5 separate regions of the Mus musculus genome follow, and regions 2, 3, 4 and 5 are each linked to region 1. The links are chromatin contacts, called in public HiChIP or PLAC-seq and promoter capture Hi-C maps. All regions are on one chromosome and are shown on one strand. Each heading gives the region's core, a stretch centred on a gene start, on an enhancer-like site or on the middle of the called end of the contact. The rest is flanking DNA. Distances are from core to core; before and after follow the strand shown.

The links. Promoter capture Hi-C pulls out the DNA fragments that hold promoters and counts their contacts. HiChIP or PLAC-seq counts read pairs in DNA pulled down with a chosen protein or histone mark. Capture Hi-C pulls out chosen DNA fragments and counts their contacts.
Region 2: a contact with region 1 is called in a promoter capture Hi-C map of liver. The contact joins the promoter of Zbed4 here to the promoter of Ppp6r2 in region 1. A contact is called at or near these places in 4 of 39 promoter capture datasets (hippocampal neurons, liver and pre-B cells), 2 of 484 Hi-C or Micro-C datasets (B cells and embryonic stem cells), 1 of 115 datasets of contacts at active chromatin or transcription factors (memory CD8 T cells) and 2 of 9 other capture datasets (adipose tissue and liver).
Region 3: a promoter capture Hi-C map of pre-B cells shows a contact between it and region 1. The contact joins the promoter of Pim3 here to the promoter of Ppp6r2 in region 1. A contact is called at or near these places in 21 of 39 promoter capture datasets (the 3T3-L1 cell line, 3T3-L1-derived adipocytes, the C10 cell line and 14 more), 7 of 484 Hi-C or Micro-C datasets (CD4 T cells, CD8 T cells, cerebellum and 4 more), 16 of 115 datasets of contacts at active chromatin or transcription factors (bone marrow-derived macrophages, effector CD8 T cells, embryonic forebrain and 12 more) and 3 of 9 other capture datasets (adipose tissue, liver and pancreatic islet).
Region 4: a contact with region 1 is called in an RNA polymerase II HiChIP or PLAC-seq map of embryonic stem cells, with 9 read pairs. The contact joins the enhancer-like site here to the promoter of Ppp6r2 in region 1. A contact is called at or near these places in 4 of 484 Hi-C or Micro-C datasets (cerebellum, embryonic retina and embryonic stem cells) and 5 of 115 datasets of contacts at active chromatin or transcription factors (effector CD8 T cells, embryonic stem cells, pro-B cells and 1 more).
Region 5: a contact with region 1 is called in a promoter capture Hi-C map of liver. The contact joins the promoter of C230037L18Rik here to the promoter of Ppp6r2 in region 1. A contact is called at or near these places in 3 of 39 promoter capture datasets (hippocampal neurons, liver and pre-B cells), 2 of 115 datasets of contacts at active chromatin or transcription factors (the SCID.adh cell line and pancreatic cancer cells) and 2 of 9 other capture datasets (adipose tissue and liver).

Annotation. Positions count from the first base shown.
Region 1 is chr15:89,209,501-89,213,491 of GRCm38.p6, reverse strand. It overlaps Ppp6r2 (protein phosphatase 6, regulatory subunit 2), which reads right to left and starts at 1,933. Exons shown (of 25, transcript NM_026813.2): 1 at 1,713-1,933.
Region 2 is chr15:88,749,881-88,753,871 of GRCm38.p6, reverse strand. Zbed4 (zinc finger, BED type containing 4) reads right to left here and starts at 2,161. Exons shown (of 3, transcript NM_181412.3): 1 at 2,070-2,161.
Region 3 is chr15:88,860,022-88,864,012 of GRCm38.p6, reverse strand. It overlaps Pim3 (proviral integration site 3), which reads right to left and starts at 1,819. Exons shown (of 6, transcript NM_145478.2): 1 at 1,261-1,819; 2 at 1,066-1,175; 3 at 922-972; 4 at 465-834. The coding sequence starts at 1,345. It overlaps Gm33049, which reads right to left. Exons shown (of 3, transcript XM_006521646.3): 3 at 1,507-2,180. The coding sequence ends at 1,533.
Region 4 is chr15:88,879,534-88,883,524 of GRCm38.p6, reverse strand. No RefSeq gene overlaps it. Among named protein-coding and RNA genes, the nearest start is that of Gm38643, 4.0 kb to the left of the region's middle. Within about 2 kb of position 2,079, at least 10 of the 459 cell types and tissues checked have an H3K27ac peak or open chromatin away from gene starts, as enhancers often do. A contact at or near this core is called in embryonic stem cells, where this site is marked.
Region 5 is chr15:89,474,038-89,478,028 of GRCm38.p6, reverse strand. C230037L18Rik (RIKEN cDNA C230037L18 gene) reads right to left here and starts at 1,777. Exons shown (of 5, transcript NR_077233.1): 1 at 1,744-1,777; 2 at 610-770; 3 at 382-487; 4 at 20-159. It overlaps Arsa (arylsulfatase A), which reads left to right and starts at 605. Exons shown (of 9, transcript NM_009713.4): 1 at 605-879; 2 at 1,374-2,521; 3 at 2,667-2,907; 4 at 3,024-3,242; 5 at 3,320-3,489; 6 at 3,677-3,801; 7 at 3,895-3,991. The coding sequence starts at 2,307.

The sequences.
Region 1 (3,991 bases), core at 684-3,183:
TAGTTCTAGGACAGCCAGGACTACGCAAAGAAACCCTGTCTAGAAAAAAAACAAACAAAAGATAGCCTCTTTTTTTTTTTTTTTTTTTTTTTTTGTTTGTTTGTTTGTTTGTTTTTCGAGACAGGGTTTCTCTGTATAGCTCTGGCTGTCCTGGAACTCACTTTGTAGACCAGGCTGGCCTCGAACTCAGAAATCCGCCTGCCTCTGCCTCCCAAGTGCTGGGATTAAAGGCGTGCGCCACCACTGCCCGGCGATAGCCTCTTTTTTGCCTCCAAGAGCTTATTTAGCTCACATGAGAACCAGAGAGGTCAAAGGGCTGACCCAGAACATAAGAACATCAAGAGATGAACACATCAGACTTGGTTGGGAAAACTTTTAATCCCAGGCAAAGGTAGGCAAATCTCTGAGTTTCAGTCCAGCTTGCTCTACATAGATAGCCAAGACTCCATAGCAAGACCCTGTCTCAGAAAAACAGAAAGGGAGAGAGGCGTGAAGAGATAAGAATGAGGACTGAAGCTGGGTGACAGTAGCCCTCGCCTTTGATACCAGCACTAGGGAGGCAGAGGCAGGCGGATCTCTATGGAGTTTAAGGCCAGAGTTCCAGGACATCTATGGCTACACAGTAAAACAGTCCCGGAAAGGGGGGGGGGGGGATAGGGAATGGAATGAGATGGTAAGAAGCCAGCAAGCAGCATTGTCAGGTAGGACACAGATGAAGGTGTCAGTGAAAACCTGAAAACCTGTCTGGAATAAGGCCTAGGGACATGGTTGAGGATGGTGACAAATTGCGGGGAGGGGCTACAGCAGAAAGCGAGAATTGGGGAAAGTGACTGGACTGAGAGCTGATAGCGAACAGCAAGAGCTCCGTAATAGATTGGAAACAGCCTTCACTAAGTGAGTAGTCAGCTGTGAGGATACAAAGTAGCAGGTGAAGAAGTTCCAGAAAGAAGAGGCGCATGGGAGAAGCAAAAGATGATGGGGGGGGGGGGGGAGTGGGAGAAAGACAGTGGGTGATGATGACAACTGGGGAACGACCCGGAAGAGGAATGGGATGGAAATAAAGGACAATAACAAAGCGAGCGCTTGGCAGTGGGCACTGGTAGGAGGAGATGAGCGAGCGGGGAGGGAACGCTTGATAGGTGGAAAGGTCACCACCAGCGGGGCCCCTGATGAGGAGGGTGGAAAAAAAAAAAAAACCCAAAGATGAGATAGGGAACACTGACAACTCCCCAGGCCCTGTATCCAAGGTCCGCCCCACCTCTACAGCCACCGACAGAGGTGAGGGACCTTGATAGGAGCAGAGGTGGACAACTGGGAGGGAGAGAACCAGGCGGCCACTAAGAGGCTGAGACTAATTCTGAGAGTGGGGAAAAACTGACCACTGACAGGCCAGGAGCTGGGATAGTAGCTAAAAGGGATGTTGACTGTCAAGAAGGGTGAGCGCTGAGGGAAGGGAAGGGATGGATGGATGGATGGATGGATGGATGAATGAATGACGGCAGTGGAGAGTGCTGGCTGACCGGGAAGCAGACTGATGGAGGCGCTGACCCCCTGACGAAGCGCAGGGTGACAAAGGCGCTGCTCTACTGACAGGGCGCTGACCGCACAAGCTGAGTGACAGCAGGACGCTGACGGCCCGAAGGCGGTGGGGGGTGGGGGTGTCCCTCCTGTCCCCGGGCCGCAGGAAGCGGTGGGCGCGCGGCCGCACTCACCTGCCCAGCAGGCTGGGGGTCGCAGCGACTCCTCCTCCGAGGGAGGCCCAAGCGAGGCCAGGACGCTCGCAGAGGTGAAGTGCGGACGGCCTGGAGCGGGCCGCACGCACATGGGCCCGACCCCGCGGCGCGGCGCCTTCGGACTCGGGCGCAGCCGGCGGGAGGCTCGGGACCCGCTCGGGACCGGCTCGGGGCCGCGGGCGAGATCGCTCCAAAATGGCGGCGGCGGCGGCGGGGGCGCGCGCGAGCGAGCGAGCGGGCCGGCGGGCGAGCGCGCGGACGGGGGAGGGGCGGGGGCGCGCCCCGGGGGCGGGGCCACCGGAGGAGGCACAGAGTGGCGGCCGCGGTCCAGGGTCTGTCTGGTGGAGTCGCGCTGGGGGAACGTCCTGAGGCGTCCCCGTGATCGAGCTGGCTGTGCTAAATAAATCCTCTGGGCACCTTCAAGTCCCCAGAGCGGTGCGCGCGCTCGTCTCCGCTACGTCCTGTTTCTGAACTGGACTGTCCGCTGATCTACTTGGTTTGTTTGTTTTTTTGGTTTTTTTTTTCCTTATTTATTTATTTATTTAATGTAAGTACACTGTAGCTGTCTTCAGATGCACCAGAAGAGGGCATCAGATTTCACTGCGGATGGCTGTGAGCCATCATGTGGTGGCTGGGATTTGAACTCAGGACCTTTGGAAGAGCAGTCAGTGCTCTTAACCGCTGAGCTAGCCCTTTTTACCTTTTTTTTTTTTTTTTTTTTTTTTTTTGGTTTTTCGAGATAGGGTTTCTCAGTGTAACAGAGCCCTGGCTGTCCCGGACTTGCTTTGTACACCAGGCTGGCCTCGAACTCACAAGAGATTCTCCTGTCTCTCTGCCTCTGCCTCTGTGTTGAGATCAAAGCCGTTTTGTTTTGTTTTGTTTTGTTGTTTAGTTTCGTTTTGTTTTGTTTTTTTTTTTTCTTTTCTTGGATACCGATCCTTGTTGTCCAGGGCTTGTGTACGTCACATACGTGGCCATCTAACATGGGTTGAAATGAGTTCAAATTAAATTAATCTCTAAAATGAGACTGATTTCCGGTGGCAGTGTGAGCCATGGGAAAATATCAAAAAAAAAAAAAAAGAAACATGTAAGGAATGTGTCAACACATGCTAGCTATGAACTCACTCACTCTCAGTGGCAAGTTCACTACCGCTGTGCGAAAGTATAAGCCGGCGTGGGTGGTTGCACTTGGGAGACCAAAGCAGGAGGAGTTTCAGGCAAGCAAAACATACTGGCGCACATCTTTAATACCAGAGGCAGGGGGGATCTCTGCCAGTTCGAGACTCGCCTACTCTACTCTACTCAGCGAGTTCCGGGTCAGCTAGGACTACAGAGTGTAAAAATGTCTAAGGGGGAGACATTTCTGGGCCCTTCCAAGATTTTTTTTTTCTTTGAAGTGGTGCTGCTGTGTTTCCCCCTTTTCTCAGCAGAGGGCGCCAAAGAGACACTGTTGGAGGAAAGGAAATCGATTTTTTTTGTTTTGTTTTCTTCCCCGGTTTGGAAAGCAAAATTGGAGGCGCCTGGGTTCGCGGTGTGGTCTCTTGCAGCACAGCTTTTCCCAGGCCATCCTGACTGAAGTGATACCCTGAATACAGAAGCCGAATGTGCTGCAGAACTGGGGCTTGTGCGGAGATACCAAACACAGGGGATGACCCACTAGTCCCATTACCGCAACAGCGAGCAGGTGCAAGCCTGGCCCTGACCTTTACACTATTTTTAAGTCCAGGCCAGAGTTCACGTATCAGAAGCAGCTCTGAGCACCCTCTTCCCAGACACACACACACACACACACACACACACACACACACACACACCACCATTTTTTGTGGGTACTGGTCTGACATATAAACTGAGGAAACAGAACCGATGAACTGAATCTCCATCCTTTAGCTCCCCCCCACACACACACACACTTTTTTTTCTTTCTTTCTTTTTTTTAAAAGATTTATTTATTATTATATGTAGCTGGCTTCAGATGCACCAGAAGAGGGTGTCAGATCTCCTTACAGGAGGTTGTGAGCCACCATGTGGTTGCTGGGATTTGAACTCAGGACCTTTGCAAGAGCAGTCAGTGCTCTTACCCGCTGACCCATCTCGCCAGCCTTTCTTTCTTTCTTTCTTTTTTCTTAATTTTGAGCTGGGCATTTAGTCCCAACATTTGGGAGATTGAGGCAGGAGAATCGGTAGTTTAAGATTAGCTTTGGCCACTTACTGAGTTCAAGGGCAGCCTGGGCTATTGAGACCTGTTTTTTTTTGGG
Region 2 (3,991 bases), core at 912-3,411, 460 kb after region 1:
GCTTACTGGCTTGCTTTTTTTATATCATTAAGGATCAACTGCCTAGGGGTGGCATAATAGCCCCTTGGCTGGACTTGCCTACATTGATCATTAATAAAAAATAAACAAAATAAAAAATAAATAACAGAGCCGGGCGTGGTGGCGCACGCCTTTAATCCCAGCACTCGGGAGGCAGAGGCAGGCGGATTTCTGAGTTCGAGGCCAGCCTTGTCTACATAGTGAGTTCCAGGACACAAAGAACTACATACAGAGAAACCCTGTCTCAAAAACAAACAAAGAAACAAAAGATTTCCTCTTCACAGGAGCTGGAGAAATGGCTCAGAGGTTCAGAGCACTGACTGCTCTTACAGAAGACAGGGGTTCAATTCCCAGCACCCACATGACAGCTTACAATTGTCTGTAACTTCAATCTCTGATATCCCCACACAGACACAAATGCAGGCAAAATACCAACACACATAAAATATATTATTTAGAAAAAAAAAATCCCTCTTCTGGGGCTACAGAGATGGCCCCACAGTTAAGAGCACTGGCGCTCTTTCAAAGTACTTGGGTTCAACTCCCAGCACCCACATAGCAGCTCACAGCTATCTATAATTTCAGTTCCAGGAGGATCTGACATCCTCACACAGACAGACATGCAAGCAGAACACCAAAGCACACCCAATTAGTAAATAATTTTCAAAAATTATTTTGAAGAAGAAAAACGGAGTCCCTCTTCTGGGGCTAGAGAGATGGCTCCTCTTGAGATGATTAAGAACAGTTCCAGAGGGCCTGGGTTCAATTCCATTCAGTCACAGGCAGCTTACAACCGAAACTGTAACTCTAGTTATAGGGGATTCAACATTCCCTCAGAGACATACTTGTAGGTGAAACACCAATGAACATTAAAAATAAGAGATTAAAAAAAGTTCCCTCTTCCAAAATATGTCTAGGTTTGTGTAAATTGATGAAAACCTATCAGCACACTGAGACTTTGAAACTTCCTAAAGATTCAAAAAAATTTTTAACTAGATCTTCTCATGAAAATAAAAGCCACACAAAAAGTCTATATAAAAATTTATATAGAAAAAAGTTTATATAGATTACAGAAAGCATGCACCAATGTCTTCATGCACAAGCCACTCCCTCAGGGTGTAGAGCCAAACTTGTAGCTTCTCAATTCTGCTTAGCATGGAATTAATTCGTGCCTTGCAACTACGTTTATTCAGAGTACTAAAAAAAAAAAAAAAAAAAAAAAAACTCAAAACTAAAATTTCCCTGGTCTTATTAATTTTTATCACCACGATATAAAGGGGAAAATTTCTTTCTTCCTACCAAGTCACAAGAATGTACTTGCCTTGGCTGACTGGCTTTACGAAGCCAGAAGGCACAAGTGTCCTTTTAAAAACTACACTTAATCTTATCCTAATTAACTTCAAAAACAAATGACTTCCCTTTTTACAAACGCCAGAACCGCGACAGCCGCTCCTCCTGAGGCTCGGCGCTGCAGGGACTTGAAAAGACGCGCTGGAGCCTCGTGAGAACCTCCAGACGGAGAGCGAGGACCCGCAGCCATCCCGGGCAGAAGCGAGTGGGTCGCACCAAAAAGGACAAAAGGAACAAAAAATGACGGCAGGTACTGCGACCGTGAAGACGCTACGGAGCCAAAGCGTTGAGTTAAGTTTCGTTAAGCCTCCGCGGTCAGACCCAGACGCACACGCTTCAAGCTAGGCAGGCACCAAGAAGCGTGACACCGACCCGTGTCACCGCCGTGCCGCCTGCCTGCGCCCCTTCCTGGACACGCGCGCCCACCGGCACCGGCTTGGGGGACGCCACGACGTGGCGGGAGCCCGGCACCTGACGAAAGGTCCCACGGGGCGTCCCGCGGTCGCTCCCCTCCGCGGCCTGGGCCCGCCCGCGGCGCGAGGCGCAGCTGTCAGAGGCCGGGCCGGGCTGGGCCGGGCCGGGCGCAGTCTCGGGACACAGCCTCCACCCGGCCCGCCGCGCACGGACAATGGCGCGGTTCCCCAACCCCTGCGCGGCGCCGGCCGTCGAAGACGCCACTGGAGCGTCCCGCGCGCACTCACCTGAGGCGCCGGCTCCGCGCTGCGCTGCGCGGGCCCGCGGGCTGCGAACAGCGCGACGGGCGCGCCCATTCATTAGCCGCTTTGTCTGCCCCCGCCGCCCCTCCCGCCGCCCCAGCCCCGCCGCCCGCGACGCCGCCGGACGCTGCGCCCCTCCCAGGGCCCCGCGCGGGTCGGGGGCGGGGCCCGGGGCGGGGCTGTCGTGCGCAAGCGCAGTCCGTGCGCACCTGCCCCGCCTTGGGGGGGGATGCCTAGAGTACGGCTGGATGGGCCCCGGCTAGGCAAACGGGGCGGAGCTACGAAGACTACGCAGGCGCAGTTTCCCCTCGCCCCATCTCCGGAGGTCAGGTTACTCCGGCGCAGTCTCACACACACGAGGTCTGGTCGCTGGCCTCCTCCGTCAAACTACGCAAGCGCGGTCTGGCGCACCTGCCCTGTCGGGCGTTCGGTCCGAAGACTACGCAGGCGCAGTCGCCACGGCGGTTGGTTGGAATTGCTGCGCGTTTGAGAAGCGCGCGTTCTCAGTGGTTTCTTCTTAGGGCTTGGCCGTTAGGGTGGTCCTGCGCTCTCAACGGCTGGCCGCGGAGCTTCCGGGCTTGTGGTCAAGGCGGGCGCCTTCTCCGGGGGCGTTGCGCGCAACCACTTTCAGTAGCCCTTGGGTGGAGGCTAGACACAGCAGGTGCTAGCTGCTCAGGGCCTGGGGCCATGTTTGGGTAAAAGAAATAAGGAGCTGAACATTGAACGCCCCAGTTCAGATGCCTGTGCGGACCATGTAATTTCTGCAGGTGGAATTTATCCCAGAGGTCCTTCTCTGATGACACTTTAGACCACAGCTTGTTCTCTTATGCGGGAGTTCTGTCCTACGCCCATCTCCTGTTCTGCGTGTTTAGGAGTTTCCTTCTGTGATTGAGGTGGTGGTGGTGCGGTCGGGGGAGGCGTCGAGTGCTGATGTCACACCTTGCTTACCCTGATTCACCATCACTGGTCAATGGACATGGTTTGGGATTCTGTGTCTTTAAGTTCAAGGGAAGGTGGTTGGGCTGCCAGTGCACTGCTGGTGGAAGTCATCATTGGTGTGGAACCCTGAGCCTGGCTTCTGTCTTCTTCGCCTTCCATTCAGGGAAGCTGATGTTTGTGGTGGAGGTGGTGGCTCCATATGAGACTCAATGGGGAACAGCAGAAAGACCTGGGTGGAGGTCCTCAGCTAGCAGGTTCCCGTAGGGTACAGAAGTTTTTTCCCAGTAACCTTCCTCTCCTTGTTATGCCCCTCGTACCCTACACCCCAGAGGAAAGAGAACATCTGCCTTCATGAAGGATTTCCGAAGCCCCAGGAGAACTGTTGAGACATGGGTTCTTGAGCTATAGAGCTAAGGGGTAGCGCCTAGAACAAGTAAAGTAGCTAGGAGAGAGTTTGAGCTTTAGCTTAGGATGTCTCAGCCCAGCCGGAAAGTCTTGACGAGCTTCCATTTGTTTATACAGAAGCACCTGCACAAACTCTTCACCTGGAGATGGCCCCTCTGTGCTCCTAGCCCTGCACAGGCTGTGCAGGGGAAGAAGGAAAACGGGAAGTAGAAGACAATGAGGGTGCTTGCCTGGAGCGCACGGAGCAGGCTTACCCTTCTGGAACTTGAATAGTGTCAAGATGTCGAGGGGTTTTGGAGGGTTAGGAAACTGCGTGTCCACAGAGACCGTGTAAAAGGCAACCGCCACCTTAGACAAAAGATGGTAACACTTGAAATTCTACCTGGCTCTTATTTGCTATGTTAGAATGAGGCAGTAGGTCTAGCAATGGAGAGGTGGATGCTACAGGCAGAGCATCAGCCCTTCCAGAGGGACTGTCCCTGAGAACGGGGAGATCAGGCAGTCCATCTGTACTCATACCCGATTTCCAAGAAGACAGGAAACCTCAGGACAAGGGTTTGCCT
Region 3 (3,991 bases), core at 570-3,069, 350 kb after region 1:
GCCACTGGGAACCAGGCCTGGTGTTCTAGCTCCTCCCGCCCCGGCTCGCCTTGCTCAGCTCTGCAAGGCTCGGAAAGGGGAGGAGAGGAGCTTAGAAAGAGGAGGGGCGGGAGAGATGGGAGGAGGGAGGAGAGGAGTGGGGGAGCCCCGGCTTCCCCGCGCTCCGCAATGCGGGGATTTCTACTGCGGCGCCCCCGCGCTCCGCACGCACGCACGCACGCAAGGGAGGCCCGCGAGCGCCCTCCCCGGCACAGGGAGGGGCCACGGCGCCGAGGCGGCTGGCGGGGGCCCTGCGTCACGCGCGTATCGCGGGTCTCCCTGGCTGCCACCCACCGTCCCCAGACCCTGCGCCCTCACACCGCAGAGGGCTACCCCGGTGTCCCCAGTCCCCCCCACCCCTCCCGTAAGCCAGGCGTGGCGCGTGGCCGCCTAACAGTCGCCGGAACGCCGCACCACCTGCTCACCATCAAAGTCAGTGTAGACCGTGTCCTTGAGCACCGCGCCCGAGCCGAAGTCGATGAGCTTCAGCTCTCCCGAGCGCAGGTCCACCAGCAGGTTCTCGTCCTTGATGTCGCGGTGCACGACCCCACAATTGTGGCAGTGCCGCACAGCGGCAAGCACCTGCGCGAAGAAGCGACGCGCCAGCGGCTCGTCCAGGGCGCCTCGTTCAGTGATGAAGTCGAAGAGGTCCTGTGCCGGCTCGGGTCGCTCCAGCACCAACAAGAAGCCGTCGGGCCGCTCGAACCAGTCCAGCAAGCGGATGACGCCGCGCGCGCCGCCCGCCGCGCCCACCTTGCGCAGCAGCACCACCTCCAGGGGCACGGCCACTCCGCCCTGGGGGACAAGGCGGTCATCGGACAAAGCCAAGGCAACCCACACCCGCATGCCCCGCACCCGCACGCCCCGCACCCGCATACTTACGAGACTGCCCCACTCGGTCACCCGCTCCTTCACCACGTGCTTCACAGCCACCTGCGGGGAAAAGAGGGGGCGACACGCGAGCGGTCAGACGGGCGGCCGAGCGTGGCGATCGTCCACGCGGGTGCGCCCGGAGCCACGACTCACCGGGAGTCCGTCGGCGATGCGGCTGCCCGCGTAGACCGTGCCGAAGCCGCCGCTGCCCAGCACGGCGCCCACCTGGTACACCTTCTCGAAGCTCTCCTTGTCAGCCTTGGCTGTGGGACAAACAATCGGGTTGATGATGACCCAAAGCCACCCCCCGGCCCCCGCCCAGGCCCCCTCCCTGGTCCCCACACATACCTGGCTGTAGGATCTTCACTGGGAGGTGGTCCACGCCGCCAGGCCCGCAGAGGTGCGCCAGGGAGCCGAACTTGGACAGCAGCATCGCGGGTGGCCTCGCGTGCGGTGCCGCCTCTGACCCGTCCGGCAAGGACGCGGGAGGGCGGTCTTCCTGACCGCAGACAGCGCGGCGGATCCCACGGCCCCGAGGCCGAGCGCTCAGCGGGGCAGCCGCGCGGCGCAGTTGCCCGGTGGCCGCGCGAAAGCGCGTAGACGGCAGCTGGCCGAGCAGCTCACACGCCCCGGCCGCCTCGCCCCGGGGTTTTGGACCACGGAGATGTGTATCCTTCCGCGGAGGCGGGGCCGCCTGAAGCTCCGCCTCCTTCCGCCCGAGGCTCGCTTTGCGGTGTGGCTGTTTTGAGTCTCGCAGGGCGGTGCTGGGGAAGCCGGACGCTCCCTGTCGTTTCACCAAGGGCTGGTGGCGCGCGGGGACGACGACCCGTCCGGACTAGCTTGCCGTAGTAGAGTCGCGGAGGTGCACGGCGTTCCGCGGCTTTCACGGCGCTCTCACCCGCCCTGCGCACGCGCAGCTCGCGCGCGGGCGGCGGCCCCCTTATGTCTCCGGCAGCGCGGGCGGGGCCGCATAAGCCAATGAAAATCGAGGTTTTGAAAGGACACGGGGACTCAGCCAATGGCAGCGTAGGGCGGGGCCTTCCGAGCCTCGCCCCCCAGGCCGCGCTGAGGAAGGTCACTCTCCGGCTCCGCGAGTTACGCGTGTTGTTCCCTCGTTCTTCGTGGGCGTTTGTGGCTGGGGGTGTGCGAGGAGTCGGCCCCCTCTGAGAAGCGGAAGTCCGGGAGGACAGTCGTGCGGCCCTGAGGCCTACGCTGACACTAGCTCTGTGTGCGTCACCCGCTGCTCGCGCGCCACGATGCGCACGTGGCTGGGCGACAGAGAAAGCATTGCCCTCAGACCTCTCAACCCAGCCTCAGCTCCCTGGAGCACACCTTGAGTGTTCGCCCATCAGCTAGGCTCAGATCTCATGCTCCTAGCTGGGTACTTATGAGAGCCTCCTAAACCCTAGATCCTCCCTCCTGGGAACTTGTCCCTCTGCTCTAAGGCCATCTGACAAAGTGTCCCTTTAGCTGCTCACAACTACCAAAGGTCCTTTGTTGATGACTATTATGCCCATAGTTCCGTCCTGAGCAGCTCAAGTAGACACAGCCTACAGCAGTCTCCCTGTGTCCTTTTTACCTATACCTTAAGACACCAGTGAAATTAGACTCAACTGTTGTTGACCCCTGGCTAAGTCACTGACCCAAGAGCAACCCAGGACTTGGAGTTGTCATCTGTCATAGCTGGGTGAGAATGAGTTGAGAGCCATTGCTCCCTGGACTTCAGTTTGATGTCTAAACGATTCAACTGTCGTTCCTGAACTGCTACTACTTGGGGGATCTGGAGCCTGGCTTCCCACTGGCTTATCCATGTTCCTCCACTAACACCGCAATCCACACTTTCTCTCTCTGGAACCTTTCTGAGGCGCCTACTGCCTTGACACTATTTGGGGCCCACCTGGTTTCCTCACCCCCTTTCTGTCTTTGTGGCCTAGACCCTCAACAGTCTGGACACACTCAGGCCCTCGGAATAGGTCTCAGGTTCTTGGAGCTCTGTCTGGCTGTCTCCTAACATGCTTTCCAGGAGCTGACCACATCTGCCAAGAACAAAGCTTTCCATACCAGCTATCAGCAGGGTTTACAGGGTACCTGCTCAGGTGTGGGGGAGGGGCGGGGGTTGTCTGCCTGTGGGTGCTTTCAAAGGACCAGCTAAGAACCCAACAGGGCCTGTGCTCCTCCTGGCCAGGACAATCTGGTTGTATTGGACCCCAGTCTTTCGGGAGAGGGAGGGAGGGATCCTTGAGAACTGTCTAGGTGGGTAGTAAATTCAATGGTGAAGAATGGCTGGGGTTCCCTGGTGTCTCCCTAGAGACCCTCACCCAGCATGTGACCAGGCTGGCCTCAAACCCATAGAGATCCTCCTGCCTCTGCCTCCCCAGTTCTGGGATTAAAAGTGTGTACCAGCACCAACCGGCTCCCAAGTGATTTTCTTTTCTTTTTTTTTTTCTCTCCTGTTTGTTTGTTTTTTAAGACAGGGTTTCTTTGTGTTGTCCTGGAACTTGCTCTGTAGACCAGGCTGACCTTGAACTCAGTGATCCACCAGCCTTTCCCTCCTTAGTGCTGGGATTAAAGATGTGTTCCACCACCACCTGGTTCCCAAGTGAATTTCTAAGCGGGTTCATTCCAGATCATCCTGGCCTTCACCCTGGCTAGTTCCTCTTGTAGTTGGCCTTGGGAGACCAGGACCAGAAAGGACCCCCCTATCCTTGGTCCCTAAACTTCTGAGGGGTGCTCCTGACACCTCGAATCTTCCCATACTAACTTACCTTATGGTGCTGTCACTCATAGCTCCTCTCTCCTCCCTTCCATGGTAGGCTGAGACCCCTTCATTGTACTAGAGGACTTGGGGGTGGGGGTTTATCTTTATTGTGTGGTAGATCAATTACTCTGTGGGCCCGTGTGTGTGTTGAGGACCCCAAACCTTCTAAGCCCCGTGATGTTATCAGAATAGGCCATGGCTCTCACCCCCAGGAATCATACATCCAACATGTGGGGGGGTCTTGTCATATTCCATTTGGCCTGAAGAAAGGTCTGGTAAGAGGCTTTATCTAAACAGCTATCCATGCATCTGTTCCGGACA
Region 4 (3,991 bases), core at 830-3,329, 330 kb after region 1:
CGCACCTTTGATCCAAGGCAAGAGGCAAGCAGATGTCTGAGTTCGAGGTGAGCTTGGCCTACAAAGTGAGTTCCAGGAGAGCCAGGACTACGGAGAAACCCTTTCTCAAAAAAGAAAGAAGACAGACAGATAGACAGACAGAAAGAGAAAGAAAGAGAGAGAGAGAGGGAGAGGGAGGGAGGGAGGGAAGGAGGGAGGAAGGAAGGAAGGAAGGAAGGAAGGAAGGAAGGAAGGAAGGAAGGAAGGAAAGAGAGAAAGAGAAAGGGGGAGAGAGAGAGAAGAGAGGAAAGAGACACTCCCAAGGATGCAAGTCGGCCAGTGAGCTGAGGAAAGCCCCCAAAACATCATCTGGCTACAAGTATATGGCTCTTCACAGCCCTCAACCTCTGTTTGTCGTATTTCACAACCTTTGTTTCAAGCACACTCTGTTGGTTGGATAATGCCAGGATCAGGAAGGCTTCCAGGCTTCCTCCGGCAAGTTGGCTTTTTTTCACGTGTTGATTTTAATGTAGCTTTTTTTTTTTTTGAGGGGGAGTTCCCCATTGAGACATGGTCACTCTGTATAGCCTTGTTTGTCCTGGAACTCAATATGTAAAACAGGCTGGTCTCCAATTAACAGTGATCCTCCTGTCTCTGCCTCCCAACTGTCTCTGCCTCCCAAGTGTTAGAATTAATGGTCTGTGCTAACCACACCCTTACCCCACCCCACACACACACACACACACCCCTTGCCCCAGCTTGATGTCACTTTTTTTCAACTCCAAGTTCAGTGAGAGGAAGAGAAGCCAGGAAGAGCCTGGGCCTTTGATTAAAACACCTGGGAGACATCTCAACCCATCGTTGGAACAAAGGGTTCCCGAAGTACAGGCAGGAAGGCCAAGGAATCCGGTCTTGGCACTATGGGAAGCGCTGTTGGGCAAAAACCCCAATGAGGGCTCCTGGGCCCCAACCGCCAGCCCAGAGAGCCAGGTTGGCCAGGCCTGAGCGCAAAGAACCCAAAACAAGGAGTAGTCAGGCTGTGTCCTGGTGCTGACAGGCAAGTGGAGTGAAGACACATCCTGCCAAGTGGAGCTTTGCGAAGATGCCACCTGGTGAGGACTGGGGAGGGTGGAAAGGGCATAGAAACCCGGAGCTTCTGGGAGTCCGGGCTGTAGGGCTAGCAGAAGGCGAGAGTCGGCTCAGTCTTCAGGCAGGATGGAGGACCATGTCCCTGTGAGCCTGCTCCTGGTCTAGCTCCCAGACTCTTCTGGAGTCATCCTGAATCAATACGTCTTCCAATTAGAATTCTGGTTATTTTAATGGTGGTTTTAAACTGCTGCTTATTATGTTGAAAGTTAATAGATTGGAATTGCTTTTTTTCTAAAGCTCTGCCCTGATTCCGTTTAAACATTGCTTTGTAAGGCTGCGGATTGTCTCGTTTGGTGTGAATCCCCGGTCCTCTACCCAGCAAACCGCCCCCGACCCGTGCCACGTAAATGACAGTAAGCATAGTTTTGCGTTTCATTGGCTCCAAGAATGTGTAAGGACAAGACACAGAGATCACGGAGCACATGGAGAGGCGGTGGGGATGTGAGCCGACCCAATGATTGGGCCTAGGAGATGGCAGAGAGGTGGAAGCTGTTCTGAGGCTGCGGGTGGGGCCGCGCATGAGCACAGCACCTGGAGGTTGCAGGGCCACGTGTAGGATGTAAGAACTGGCTTTGAGGAGAAAGGGTGACTCAGCGAGAGTGTAAGCCACTGCGATGTGGGAGAGAGAAGGTAGGCGAGGTACTCCTCGCCTGGATCAAGGTAAAGTGACCTTTAAAAAGGGCATCTGGGATACTCTGGGATGGAGTGAATTAGATCACCTACCTCCCTGTGAAACCATAGTTTCTTGGGCAGGTGCATCCTGGCTCCAAGCAGAAGCGCCCCCCCCCCCCGGGGGACCAGCCAGGAGCTGGCACAAACACATCCCTGGCCCCACACCTCCCAAACGGAGGTCTGGTTTCCACCGTGTCCCTGTCCTCCGGGCCTACTGGAGCAGGTTCACAGTTCCCCTGGGGCTGTAGTGCACAGGTGGGGACCAGCAGCAGCTGCGGGGCGGTTCCTGCGACCTGAGACTCATCCTGGGAGCACAGAGGAGGTGACTGTCGCCAGGGAGCAGACAGGGTTTGGCTCCTGAACCCTCTGGGCCAGGGAAAGGGGTCACATCTGCTATAGGGGGAAGGGCAAAGTCTCCCCTGGGCCTCAAGCTTCGTGATTAAGGAAGGCAGCCAGGAATACAACCTCAGGGCTTGAGGCCAGGTGAAACTTAGAAGTCTGATTTCTGCCTCAAGTTCCCAGGAGCTGAGCATCTGATAACCCCCTGTTGATACCCCACCACCCCAGCTTATTTCACTAGGGAAAGGACCTCCAACTGCAAAGAGCTCACTCAGACACCCAGGGAAGCTGCGGGCTCACCTCTCTTCCTCATTGTTTACTCTGATTCTGATTCTTGATGGGTGACCCCGTGTGTGTGTGACCCCCATGAGGGTTTGCAAGCCTCTGAGCTTGGGCTTCCTGGCGATTCACATCTGGGTTCTCTGGTTTCCATACCTGAAGGAGTTAGGTCTCTTGCATCTGTGTATGTGCAGACCTGTGTCTACTCCCAGCAAGCTCGCCTTGCCTTTCCCTTCAGCCCTTCCTCTCTAGCATGCACTTGCGTGCATGTGTACGGAGGCTAGACCTACATTCCCTCCGTGCTGTTTCCAGACCATCTCTCCTGCTCTGCTGATCTTCGCACCCGTCATTTTCCCTTTCACCCCACATGCTGACGAATAAGGCAGAGTGAGACCTACCACTATCTTTTAAAGACAAGGCCTCACTGTGAATCTCTGACTGGCATAAAACTCACCGTGTAGACCTAGACAAATTTGGCGTGTTCCTTCTGCCTCTGGGTGCCGGGATTGCAGGCTCAACTCCCACCATGGCAGCCTGCTAGCTCAGACCTGGTGTTTGTCTTAGTCAGTGTTCTATTGCTGTGAAGAGACACCATGAGCCAGGCAATTCTTATAAAAGAAAGTGTTTAATTGGGGCTTGCTTAGAGTTTCGGAGGCTTAGTCCATTGTCCTCATGGTGGCATTCAGGCAGACATGGCAGCTGAGAGTTTTACATCCAGAGCAGCAGGCAGCAGGGAGAGAGAGCCTCTGGACCTGGCTTGGGCTTTGAAACATCAAAGCCCTCCCTCAGTGACACACTTCCTCCAACAATGCCACACCTCCTAATCCTTCTCAAGTAGTGCCCTAATGACTAAGCATTCAAATTATAAGTTTTTAAGGTCACTCTTATTCCTACCACTACAATTTTAGTTTTTCTAGTTCTGTTCCTCCCATGTACATTTTAGAATCAGTTTATCTATGTTTTCGCTAAAGATCCTACTAGAAACAAGCATGGTGGTATACACATAGCACTTGGAAAGTGGAAGCAGGAGGCAGGAGAATTATGAGCCCCCCAAAGTTGAGCCTCACCTATATGTCAAAGTCCGGTCTAGCCTGAGCTACATGAGACCTGCATCTAAACAAAGGAATCCTACTCAATTTGGTGTTATCTTGTGTTAGCATCTTGCTTTAGCAAGATGACTTAGTAGGTAGAGTGACCTGAGATCCATCTCCAAACCCACATACAGATGGGAGGAAGGAATTGATATCACAAAGTTGTTCCCTGACAGCCACATGGGCACCAAGGCACATGTACCCGCACACATGCATCATGCATACACACAACAAGCAATTTTTAGAAAAATCTTGCTGAAATTTTGACAGCTCTATGTTAAATATATAAATCACCCTTTTTGAGCATGTTTACTATTTTGCCTTAAAATCTCCTAAACTGTAGATTCCATTTGTGGAGTTTTCTTTGATCTTTAAAACAAAACAAAACACCCAGCATTTTGTAGTTACCTAGGGTTCCCTTTTCCCTATAGTGGTCCTCAACTTTCATAATGCTATCAACCTTTAATACAGTTCCTCATGTT
Region 5 (3,991 bases), core at 528-3,027, 260 kb before region 1:
GAACCCAGGGGAAACGTACCTCGATTTGCATAACATCGCAACCCCACTCGGGCTCTCCAGAGAATAATGCGCAGGTCCTGGGGTAGTTCCCCAGCTAGCAACGGAAAGAAAGTGCTTCTGGTTGATTCCTTTCAAATTACAATTCACAGTGGCCACCAGCTGGGAGAGATCCAAATACAGTTTCAAAGATTTCTGGGCCACAGAAGAGCTTTCTGTCCTGACTCTAAATAGAAGGACTACCGGCAACCCCCACCCGTGCACAAGTCCAGAAACCGTGCTGGAATGTGACACTAAGAGAGCCACTAACTGAAGATTGCTCCCCCCCCCCCGCCCCCAGCCACCCCCCACTTCACATGAGGTGTGCAGTAGCCTCAGTCAGACCCAGCTCCTTCCTGTGCCATCTCTGGGGTCTCTGCAGTTTCGAACTTTCCTCCTGCAGTTTCTTGCAGATTTCATCGGGAGAATTCCAGATGCCCAGAGAGCCAGGCTTCAGTGAAAAAAAAAAAAATCAATAAATCAATGACCAGTTTACTCGTCATTCTGAACCACCCTCATTCTGCTTGCCAGAGGGCACCTTCAACTCAGTGTCACGTGTTGTCTGCTCCTGACCTGAGCCTGTGTTAGACCACTGGGTGATCCTGAGTCTGATCCGCTACTGTAGTCGGGAGGCCCTTCCAGAACCCTGTTTATCTCCCCCCTGGCTCCAGCGTCTTCCTTCCTGGGTGCGCAGGTCGTGACCATCTTGACGCCAGAGGTCTTAGAGTGCCACTCTGTCTTGGAGAGGAATCAAAGCCAAGAATCTGGACAAATGACTTCCCTAGGAACAGCCACCTGCAAGGAAATACCCTGGAAGAGACTTGCTCCGGAAAAGTGACTCAGGTCAGGGGCTTTTGGGGGCGGGGAGATCTGGGAAGTCCAGTTACCACAGGGACCTTTAGATGTTAAAGTACACTAAGAACCCACCCTTCCACCCTCTGAGGGATATATCTGTTAGTCTCCCTTAACAGTTAAAACTGATAAGAAAAAAAGGTTATATTCAATAATGTATAAATGAAGAGTTAGAAACAAGTCATGTTGTCTTCCCATTAGTTCAATACTAATGTGCCCTAAGCTATACCACACAGGAACCCAGCAACCCTTCTCAAACACCAGACTCACAGACACACATCCCAGCTCTAACACCACAGATACACACACACACACACACACACACACACACACACACACACTCAACCTTAAACACCAGTTACGCGTGTAGAAGGGAAAGGATTTTTTTAAATAATTTGATACATTGTGTTTCACAAAATTCACCAAAGGTGGTTGTGAGCAAAAAGCCAGCAGCCAATCAGATTTGTCTTCCTGGTTTGTTGCAGTCAGACTCCATGGTTTTTGCCTCTTTGCTCAGTCAGAAGGGGGATGCTGATGTTTTTTCAACAAGGATCCCTCAAGTATCTCATCAGAGGAAATGAGACAAACAGCCCACCATTCGCCAGAGGAACTCCAGACACGCATTTAAGAGCGACACAGCAGGAGAGCCAGATAGCTGTAGTGCTGCACTGCTAGGCAGTCCTGAGCCTAGCGCGCAGGAGCAAAGAACGTAAGGTTACCAAGCCCAGCACGGGACACCCCAACCGGCGCAGATAAGGATCGGGAGCACGCGAGCAATCTCCAGCCTCACCCTATCCCGCCCCGGTCCCAGGTCCGCAGCAGCCCCACCCGGAAGGTTCCCATAGGCACACAAACCCGCTTGGCTCGGCTCCCCAGCTCCGCCTCGCCCGGTCCCAGCTCCACCTAGCCCCGACTCTGTACCGCCCAGTCCCAGAGCCCGCCCCTTCTGGGTCAGCCAATTGTCACGTGACCGCGGGCGTATCCGAGACTGCCTGAGATCGACGCTGTCTACCACCAGTTCCTCCTCAATTTCGAACCGCCCTTGTCCCATGGCGCTGGAGCCTCCCGGGTCAATGTGAAGTGACTTCTGCTCCTGATCCCAAGCCTGTGCTGGCACCTCTGGGTGAACAGGGTCAGATCCCCGCTCGTGACGTTAATGAAGCCCTGGTCCTTTAGGGGCTCTGTGGAGTTACACCCCAGGCCACCCCCTTCCGAGTTCTGACAGATTCGCTGGAGCTTCAGAGAGTGGACCTACAGACAGAAGGATTATTTGGGTCTGGCGGCTCAGGGGAGGAGGAGGGCTCGGGACTGGGGCCTCAGGTAGGGGCTGGCCTGGGCGCTCAAGGAACGAGCCTGCTGGAATCGCTCTGCCTTCCCTACCAAGGGACTGAGGACACAGGCCCATCTGTATCTCTGTCATGGCCCTGGGGACCCTCTTTTTGGCATTGGCTGCAGGCCTGAGCACTGCCAGCCCACCTAACATCCTGCTGATCTTTGCGGATGACCTGGGCTATGGGGACCTCGGCTCCTATGGGCACCCCAGTTCTACCACCCCTAACCTGGATCAGTTGGCTGAAGGTGGACTACGGTTCACAGATTTCTATGTGCCTGTGTCTCTGTGCACGCCATCTCGGTGAGTGAGGGACCTTTGCCCCTCCCCTCTCCCCTGGCTCATCCCATTTCTGTCTCTCTGTGGGTATGTCCACCATTCTCCCTCTTCTCTCTGGGTTCATCTCTGTGGGACTCGCAGATAATGGATTCTGTGGTTTGTACTACAGGGCCGCCCTCCTGACTGGCCGGCTCCCAGTTCGATCAGGCATGTACCCTGGAGTTCTGGGGCCCAGTTCCCAAGGGGGCTTGCCCTTGGAGGAGGTGACTTTAGCCGAAGTCCTGGCTGCTCGAGGCTACCTTACAGGGATGGCTGGCAAGTGGCATCTTGGAGTGGGGCCAGAGGGGGCCTTCCTGCCCCCGCATCAGGGCTTCCACCGATTCCTGGGCATCCCATATTCCCATGACCAGGTACAAACCAGCCGGACCCTCTGCTGCCCCCCAACACACACCCAAGCCCGCATACCAACTGTACCCTAACCCGTAGCCAGTCCTCCCTCACACTAACCGCTCTCTGCTCTCCCCAGGGTCCCTGTCAGAACCTAACGTGCTTCCCACCAGACATCCCCTGCAAAGGTGGCTGTGACCAAGGCCTTGTTCCCATCCCACTACTGGCCAACCTGACAGTGGAGGCCCAGCCCCCTTGGCTGCCTGGACTGGAGGCCCGGTATGTGTCTTTCTCCCGAGACCTCATGGCTGATGCCCAGCGCCAGGGCCGACCGTTCTTCCTGTACTACGCTTCCCACGTGAGTGACCCTGGCCCCGCCCCCTGACTGCCCAAGACCTGTACCCAGCCAGTGCTGACTCCAGTCTCTGCCCCCAGCACACTCACTACCCTCAGTTCAGTGGACAAAGCTTCACCAAGCGCTCAGGCCGTGGGCCATTTGGGGACTCCTTGATGGAGCTGGATGGAGCTGTAGGGGCCTTGATGACAACTGTGGGGGACCTCGGTCTGCTGGAAGAGACACTAGTCATCTTCACTGCAGATAACGGGTACGAGCCAAGCAAGGGATACTCGTTGCTCTATCACAGGCCAGGACTCTAGGGTAACTTCCACCCTAGCTGTTTGTTGACTGTATAAAAGACTCGAGAGGTGCTAGGCACGTTATGGTGATCCATAACCAGCAGTGGGGCAGGGTCCTTAGCCTCTTGTTACTGATGACTTCCTTGTGTGTCCCAGTCCTGAGTTGATGCGCATGTCCAATGGCGGCTGCTCTGGCCTCTTGAGATGTGGAAAAGGAACAACTTTTGAAGGTGGCGTCCGAGAGCCTGCCTTGGTCTACTGGCCAGGTCACATTACTCCTGGTCAGTCCCCTAGCCCTCTTTGTGTAGACCCATGGCCCCCATCTCCCTAGCCTCGATGGTGAATGGAGTGGCCGAACAGCCATCTGTCCACAGGTGTAACCCATGAGCTGGCCAGCTCTCTGGACCTGCTGCCCACCCTGGCAGCCCTGACCGGGGCTCCGCTGCCCAACGTCACCTTGGATGGTGTTGA